Regions from separate parts of the Hordeum vulgare genome. Here region 2 is linked to region 1. Evidence: chromatin contacts called from public Hi-C data. All regions are on one chromosome and are shown on one strand. The core of a region is the stretch at or near the end of the contact, and the rest is flanking DNA. Distances in the headings are between cores, read along the strand shown.

What was found. A called contact is a pair of places that touch in the nucleus more often than the background predicts.
Region 2: a contact with region 1 is called in a Hi-C map of leaf, with 4 times the contacts expected there. The contact joins the promoter of LOC123443054 here to the promoter of LOC123443053 in region 1. A contact is called at or near these places in 1 of 6 Hi-C or Micro-C datasets (leaf) and 1 of 1 datasets of contacts at active chromatin or transcription factors (embryo).

Annotation. Positions count from the first base shown.
Region 1 is chr3H:80,627,266-80,631,206 of MorexV3_pseudomolecules_assembly, forward strand. It overlaps LOC123443053, which reads left to right and starts at 2,080. Exons shown (of 5, transcript XM_045119286.1): 1 at 2,080-2,315; 2 at 2,676-2,899; 3 at 3,583-3,679. The coding sequence starts at 2,188.
Region 2 is chr3H:80,850,453-80,854,393 of MorexV3_pseudomolecules_assembly, forward strand. LOC123443054 (DEAD-box ATP-dependent RNA helicase 14) reads left to right here and starts at 1,994. Exons shown (of 12, transcript XM_045119292.1): 1 at 1,994-2,266; 2 at 2,375-2,637. The coding sequence starts at 2,389.

The sequences.
Region 1 (3,941 bases), core at 830-3,329:
CTATTCGACGGAATGCCGGCCACCGACAACGACGACTACATGTAGAACACGATCTTCGAGGGTGGTGCGCAGGCTGCTGGCTTCGATCCCGACGAGACACAAAGCCAGGATGGCCGAGGCTACAATGAAGATCAGGTCGCCTTCATGCGTGATCAGGTCGGCCTGGACCTGGACGGCTTCCCTCTCGACCATGAGTTCCCGGAGGACTACGGGCTAGAGGAAGAGGACGAGTGCGACATTGAAGCGGAGCCTTTGTTTGAGGACGAGTTCGCCAACCAAGCGGACGGGACGGCACCGAAGCGCAAGAGCAAGCGGACCAAGGCATACACGGCGGTTGAGGACAAGCTTCTTTGCGAGTGTTGGAGAGACATTGGGAAAGACCCCAAGACGGGCGTCGAACAAAAGCATTCAACCCTTTGGATTCGTGTTCACCGTGAGTTCCATGAGCGCAAAAAGTTTCTGCCGTATCAAATAGCAAGCGCGCGGGGGTGGGTGTCCATTTCGAAGCGTTGGAGCGTGATCCAACAAGAGTGCAACAAGTTTTGTGCCACTCTTGAGAGCGTCAAGGCCCGCCCCGTGAGCGGCATCGGCGTGCAAGACATGGTATGCTAGCATGTCGCCCTCTTTTTGTGTCATCAAGTACATGCTTTTGGTTGTTCGTTTGCATATCATTTTGCCAATATGCTTGCATGAAATACATTTGTAGGCATTTCAAGCGTTGGAGGCATTCAAGGTCCAACACAATGGCAAGTGCTTCAACCTCTTCCATTGCTTTAGGGTGATCAAAGACGAGGAGAAGTTCAAGGTGTAATATGCCGGTCTCAAGTCGCGTGGTGGGAAGCAAGCCGTGGAGGAGGTTGGGGACGGCGAGAAGGCTCGGCCGAGGGGGAAGACCAACTCCAAGAAGGAGGACAAGCGGGATGCGGCATCGATCACCTTGATCGCAACCGTGGAGGACATGATCGTCAAGAAGGACTCAAGGGAGGAGAAGCGCCGACAAGAAAGGGAAGAACAAATAAATGCCTTCTTGGAGATCCAAAGGCGGAGGCTTGACATGGAGGCAGAGAAACAAGCACGGTTGCTTGAGATGGAGGCGGAGAAGTAAACCAAGATGCTAGAGATCGAGGCCGCCAACGCCAAGACCAAGGTCAAAGAAGTGACTCTCGCGAGCATGATGACCAGGGTGGAGATCATGAAGGTGGATCTCAACACCGTGTCGCCAAGGAAGAGGCCGTGGTTCGAGAAGATGCAGGCCGACATGCTCAAGTTCGACGAGGAGTGATCTATGGCGGCGAGCGTCATCTCTTTTGGATGCCGGCAGGTGTGCTGGCATGACCACGGGGGCCGCGATGACGTGGTCGAACTCAAGTCCTACCCTTTTTGTATGCTGGCATGTGTGCCGGCCGGCTGGCGAGCGCGCTAGCATGAACTGTGGTGCTATTTTTTGGAGCCGACATTATATGTCGACGCTGGCATGGCATTCGCATGAAACATGGTCGCTCGCATGTTCGACCGCGGGTCATTTTTTTAATATGTTGATTGCGGCATAAAATGGATCGACGCGTTGGGCGCACTACCAATCCAAATCTAAAACGAGACGGACGGCCGACCAAAACGAACAAAAAACGAACAAATTCGCCGTCCGTGTGGATCGGCCCGTTGAAGTTGGTCTTACATGTGTCAAAGAAGGGAGTAGTTACGCAAAAAAAAAAAAAAACTTTTGAATCTCGAGTCTGGATGGCAAAAGCAAAAGGAATGATCACTTTCATCATCTTTTGTTCTCTGCCTTTGTTTTTTTTATGATGATCATGAAGGGTAGTCGGTCCAATTGGTCGAAGAGACGGGCCAAGTGGAAATGGCGACGTGCCATGGCAAAGGGAATGGTCGGCCGAAAGCGAAGGGGCAAAACTCCAAACTCCAAAGCACGACGCACTGTCGAACCGCATCGTCGTCATCCCCCATCCATCCGTGCAATCTTCGTCAACCCCACCGGCCCCCACCCCGCCCCACCCCACCCCACCAGGGCCCCCCTCCTCCCCCCTCCCTTATCCCAATACGCGCGCCCCGCCGCGCCCATCCCTCATAAATCGCCGCGGTCGGTGGCTCGCTGGAATCCGATCCGATTCCGTTCCCATTCCCATTCCCATTCACACTCCAATTCCAGCCCGAACGGAGCAGCCGGGCGCCATGGCGGCGGCACGCGGCGGCGGATCGGCGGCGAGGGTCGGCGACTGGGACGTCGAGCTGGGGCCCGGCTGGGACTGGCGCGCCATCCCGCAGCTGCTCTCCTCCGCCTGCATCTTCATCTGCTCCGGGTGGGCTCCCCCTACCGTTCCCGCCTCATTCGTCCGCATCTGCATAACTTCATTCATATTCTAGGCTGCTGATACGTTGTTGCCAAGGTCATCTTGCTGTCCCGATTACCCTTACTCGTATCGTACCTGTACTGTTAATTCCCCTCATGTAGTATCTCGAGTGGCATAGCTTGTGTAGGCTACGTGCGGTTATGTTTTGGTGCTTGATCTTATCACCTTACTTGTCAAAATTATGCCCCCTGTGGCTGCCTGGATTACTTCTTTGCCTTGCTGTGTGTCAGTGTGTGTGTGCGCCTGTTGATCTGTTGAGTGATTCTGTGCTAATCGTCGATATGTAAAAACTCCTTGCAAACAGAGCAGAGGCTGTTTGGGATGCTGTGAGAAGGCCGCAAAACACGTAGGGGATCTTTCCAAGAGCTTGATGGCCCATGCTCAGAATCCCACGGTGGCAGAGGAATTTTGGAGTACAACCACCATCGAGGTTGATCCGGCAGATCTCCGAGCACCAATGAACACGTCCTCTTGGGACCTTGATCTGCATGGAGTGGGAAGCAGTCATAACCTGGGCGAATCTGCTAATCATGGTAATTCCTTCTTGAACGATCATATGTGCTCAGGAGTGTTTTCACCACATGTTTGCATTTTCCAGATACTTTGCAAACATCAAACTTGATTTTGGCCGAATCTCCTGTATTTAGCCGTTCAGCATCTATAGTCATGTTGATTGTGATGTTTTCGTTTCAGTCTGTCTTAAATTATCCATATATTAGCTTCATAGCATGTTAGAAAGATACAACACATTATAACACTGTTCACGTCCAACGGTGTTAGCCTCTCAAATCTTATCTGGTAGTCAGTTACCTATGGTCTTTTATCAATACCAATGCAATTGTTTACTATTTTGTCTTGGTTCTTGTGGTTCTAAGAAGGAAAGTTTGTTAGGAAATTTGAGTTCACACTTGTTTGGTTCAGCTGTAGGAAATCACTCTTTCGATGTGCGAGCTAGAGTTTCGGCAGAGCATTTATTTTGGAACCTCGAGTTCATACTTTATTTTGCATGACGTCTTCCATATTTTCCTACCAATTTTGCACTGTAAGAAATTTGTACTGGCAAACCGTTGTTGTTTTTTTTTCCTGGGCAGCAAGTGGGGCATAGCTGTCCAATTGCCATTCTTGTCTAACGGAGGATTAAAGGAATCGTCACATGTCTGCCTGTTAAGAGTCTTAGTGGACATGGTAATCTGACCAGATGGAAATATCGTTGCAGGTTTTTCTCTTTGGCAACAAACTAGGGATGAGTGGACTGAGAATACAAGGTTAAGGCAACAACCTGTGGTGAAGCAGATCCAGGAACCAGTGTTGAGGTATGAAAATGGAATGTCCGATCCATATGTGGAAGAAGGGGAAGACAAAAAGCTTTACATAATTCAACTGAACAATATGCATGTACAACCTTTTCTCTGATTTTGATCAACAGTTTGTTTGCATCGTTCATAGTTTTGCGCTTAGTTGTTCTTATTCACACCCTTTCTTCGACTGAAATTGGTAAATCTGAGTTATTGTGAACACCTTTTTTTTTATCAAGGCAGTTTGGTGATAGTACTGCCCAGATTGGGTTTCATTTTG
Region 2 (3,941 bases), core at 744-3,243, 220 kb after region 1:
TTCAAATACAGAAAGTATTTGCTTATGCCTCTCCTTCATATAAAATTGCAATAATGATTATCGATCTTGTTATCAATTGTCGAGGACAATCTTGCAAATCCTACCATCACTTTCCACACTCACTATACTAACTTAATTACTCTTTATTAAAACAACACCTAATTTTTATTTCTGCGTTCTTTATTATTTTGCAAACCTACCGAGATACACCTACAAAGTAATTTTATTCTTGTCCTAGGTAAAGTAAGCGTTAGCGCGTAGAATTGTATCAGTCATCGATAACTTGAGAAAATATTAATTCTACCTCCTCGTTGGCTTCAACACTTTTATTTATCAAAAAGGCTACAAATGATCCCTTATACTTGTGGGTTATCAGTTTGTCGGTCTAGAAAGCGCCGCCCGCTACACACCTGGCTGAACACGCCTCCCTCGCCGCATTCAAACGCCTTCAATAAACTCGTGCATGTGTCCAAAAACCTACTCCGACCACCCGTCCGTTCACGAGTTGGTCGACAGTAAACACAACAACGGACAAGCTCCTCGCGCCCACCCGCTATATAAGGGAGGCCAGACGTCGGTACAGAATCGTACCACTCCTCCGCTCCCTATTTGCTCCTTCCACCATTTTCTCAACCCTTTCCATGGCATACGACGAGCAGGAAGATCAGTTGTGTCTTATAAAAGCCCACTGGTGGCCCGTCGAGCCCGTCGGATACGAGCCAAGCAACACATTGCTCCACCTCGCTCGTCGAGCCCAACGGAGCAAGTGGCCGCTCCGTGCTGGTGCATGTTTGAACAACTTGCTGCTCCAAGCCAGCTCGCGGAGTAGTGGCGAGTTGCTCTAGCCTCCAGGCCAGCACGACGGAATGAGCATCGTGGTTGTCGTGGATGAGGCCAGACGCCGAGCCATTCGACGTCAACATTCTCAGAATCGTGCCCCGCCGACGGAGAAAGAAATCGGCTTTGAGATTGACGAGGCGACGACCAACACGTTCGCGGCCGCCACCTAGGCGTCGACGCGTCGGCGGCGTACACAACCGATGTCTCGCCCTCTCTCGCGGGCCACCATCGTCCCCGCCCTAAAAACCAACCCTTATCCGCGCTTCATGGAAGTGGATGCCCCCTTCACCTCCGGCTGAAGCACCCCATTTACCACTCAGATGAGCGGCATAGGCAGAGATAGGGAAGATATGGGGGAAGAATATACCTCTGGGGCTCCTGGCAGTCCGATGAGTGGACTGACATGCATGGGAATACAAAGGGATCCGTCGCGGCCGACCGTAGAGTAATATAATGTATACGTGTCGTGAGATTAGAGCTCCATACGGTCGACCCTGACTAGCATAATGTATCCGTGTAGTTGGAATGAAGCTCCGCGGGGCCGGACTTGCACATAGTTTTGACCATTTTAGTAAAAATATATTAAAAATGTAAATGTTTCCGTTTGGTAATATAAAATCTGTCTTTGCATGGATTTCATTCGAATTTGTAGAAAAAATGTTTGGAATGTATGCGGGTCAGCGATGCCCTCACCAGGTTTTCCAAGGCACGTGTTCGGTGAAGTTCAATAGCAAAGCGTTAGCCTCAAACAAGAACGTTTATAGTCAAGGCAAAGACGTATTTGCCTCCGCCCGTGTTCTTTCGCTGTTCACCGTGCATGGAGGACGTATTTTTCCTCCGTACTTGTCATTTCTCCTCCTCTTTAAACATGCGGATAATTTCTGCTTTTCCGTGAGACGAGAACAGGCACGCACACGAAGAAGCAGGCGAGAGCGTTTGCCAGAACTAAAGCAAAGCAGTAGCTGGGCTAGGCGGTGTGCGGGCCGAAAGCAGCAAAGAAGCAACGAACCTCGGGCCGGGCCGGGCCGTGCCGTGCGCGGGCGAGGGCCTTGCACTTTTCGAGCTTCCCGATCCCACCACCACTTGTCTCAGCTGGCCACCCTGTCAGTACCATTCCTCGCTCGCCCGGCCGGGGTCAGGGTCAGGCCAGGGCAGGTGTGTGAGCGAGGCACCACCACACCATCGACGCCTCCGCTCCCATTCCTGGGACTACTTTTCCATCGGCCTTCGGCCCCCACCCACCCTACTTAACCAGGCGACCGCCGCGCCCCGCATCGACGAGGAAGGAAAGGGTTCCCACACCCACCCACAGCAAAGGGCAACGCGCAGCCACAGCGCGACACCCAGGGCTCCCTCCCCCACCCCTTCCTCCGTCCGCCGCGCCGCCGCCAGCACCCCCCTCGCGCCCGCGCCGCCGATCGCTAGGGTTCGTCCGCCCGTCCCTCCGATCTCCTCCGTCCCGCCTCGCCCCGCGAGCGCATTGCGGCTTGGTCTTCTTGATCTGATTCCCCTCTTTCTTTTCCTTTCCGCGTAGGGTTGGGAGGAGGAATGGCGTCCGCGGCGCCGCGCTACGCGCCGGAAGATCCGACGCTGCCCAAGCCCTGGAGGGGCCTCATCGATGGCACCACCGGCTACCTCTACTTCTGGAACCCGGAGACCAAGGCCGTCACCTACGACCGCCCCACCGGCCCTCCTCCCCCCGTCGCCCCCGCCCCGGCCCCGGCCCCCGCCCCCGCTCCCGTCCAGCAGCCCCAGTACCACCACGACGAGAGGGCCAGGCACAGAGACCCGCCCGAGGTATAACGCCCAAACCATCTCCCTCCCCCCTTCGCTTTGGGTTTTTTTCTTACCTCCCCCGTCGCTTCTGTAGCTTGATTTCTGGGGTGTAAGTAAATGTACGCACGCACGAGATTTCCTTTGTGATTCGTTCGTTTGTCGCATAGCGGCTGCAGGGTCAAGTTGCGGCGAGCCGCTCGTGAAATGCGCGTGGCCTCCCCATCATTTGGAGGTGTAGGGTTATCTCCTCCTCATCTTCTCATCGTTCGCACGCTACTGTTACATCATTGTTTGTTTGTTTGTTTGTTTCGCGTTGTATCTGTCTCATAATGTATAAAACCATGGTTTACAACACGAACGCCACTAACTAGGAGGCAGAGAAGTTTATTTTGGCCTATTGCATGTTGGGATTACATTATGTATGTGCTTTGCATTGTATTTGTGTCATCATTAACACAAGCATGACTTACAATAGCAATGCCACTTGAACTATGAACCGCAAATATCTCTGGTGTTTGCCGCTGCTCACAGATTTAGATAGCAGGGCCAGGCACAGAGACCCGCCGGAGGTAACTCCCAAGTGATCTCCCATTTTTGGGGTTTTGTTCCTCCCCTGCCGCTTCTGTAGCTTGATTTTTTTCGTTTGTCGCTTAGCAGCCGCAAGCGCAAGCTGCAGAATGCGTGTGCCTCCCGATCATTCGAAGGTGGGATTTTTTCTCCTCATCTTCCCATCATTCGCATGTTACTGTTACATTGTTTTTTGTTTATTCCGCGTTGTATCTGTCTCATAACGTAGACATCTAGATGAGCATGCTTTGCAACATGAATGCCACTGATTGTTCAGCATGAAGTTCAGTTCTTTGGGCAACCCACACAAATGCCATTAACTAGGAGGTAGAGGAGTTTAGTTTTTTCTGTCATGTAGCATGTTGCGGTTACATTTTAGGCTTTGCACTGTACTTGTCACATCATTAACAGAAGCATGATTTAGAATAGCAATGCCACTTAAAACTATGAACCGGAAACTTGTCTGGCGTTTGCTGCGGTTCTGGGTTGATCTTCAGGGTTGCTATCTATGCCGGCACTGGTGAGTCCAAGACGATGGCTTCCTCGGGCTGACCGAGTCCTGCCACCCACCTGCTGTCTCTTTTAGGCCTTCAAGGGTGGTTGGTGCGTCGACAAGGGAAGTTCTGTTGGAGTAGTTACTCCTTGGAGGTGGCCAGAGTTGGTCTGTGATGTTCTTTTAAGGGCAGGCCCTTTTGCTTTGCGGTTGTAATTTGTGCGGTGGTTAGTCTTCAGATTAACTTTAGTGTGGAGTTTGTGCT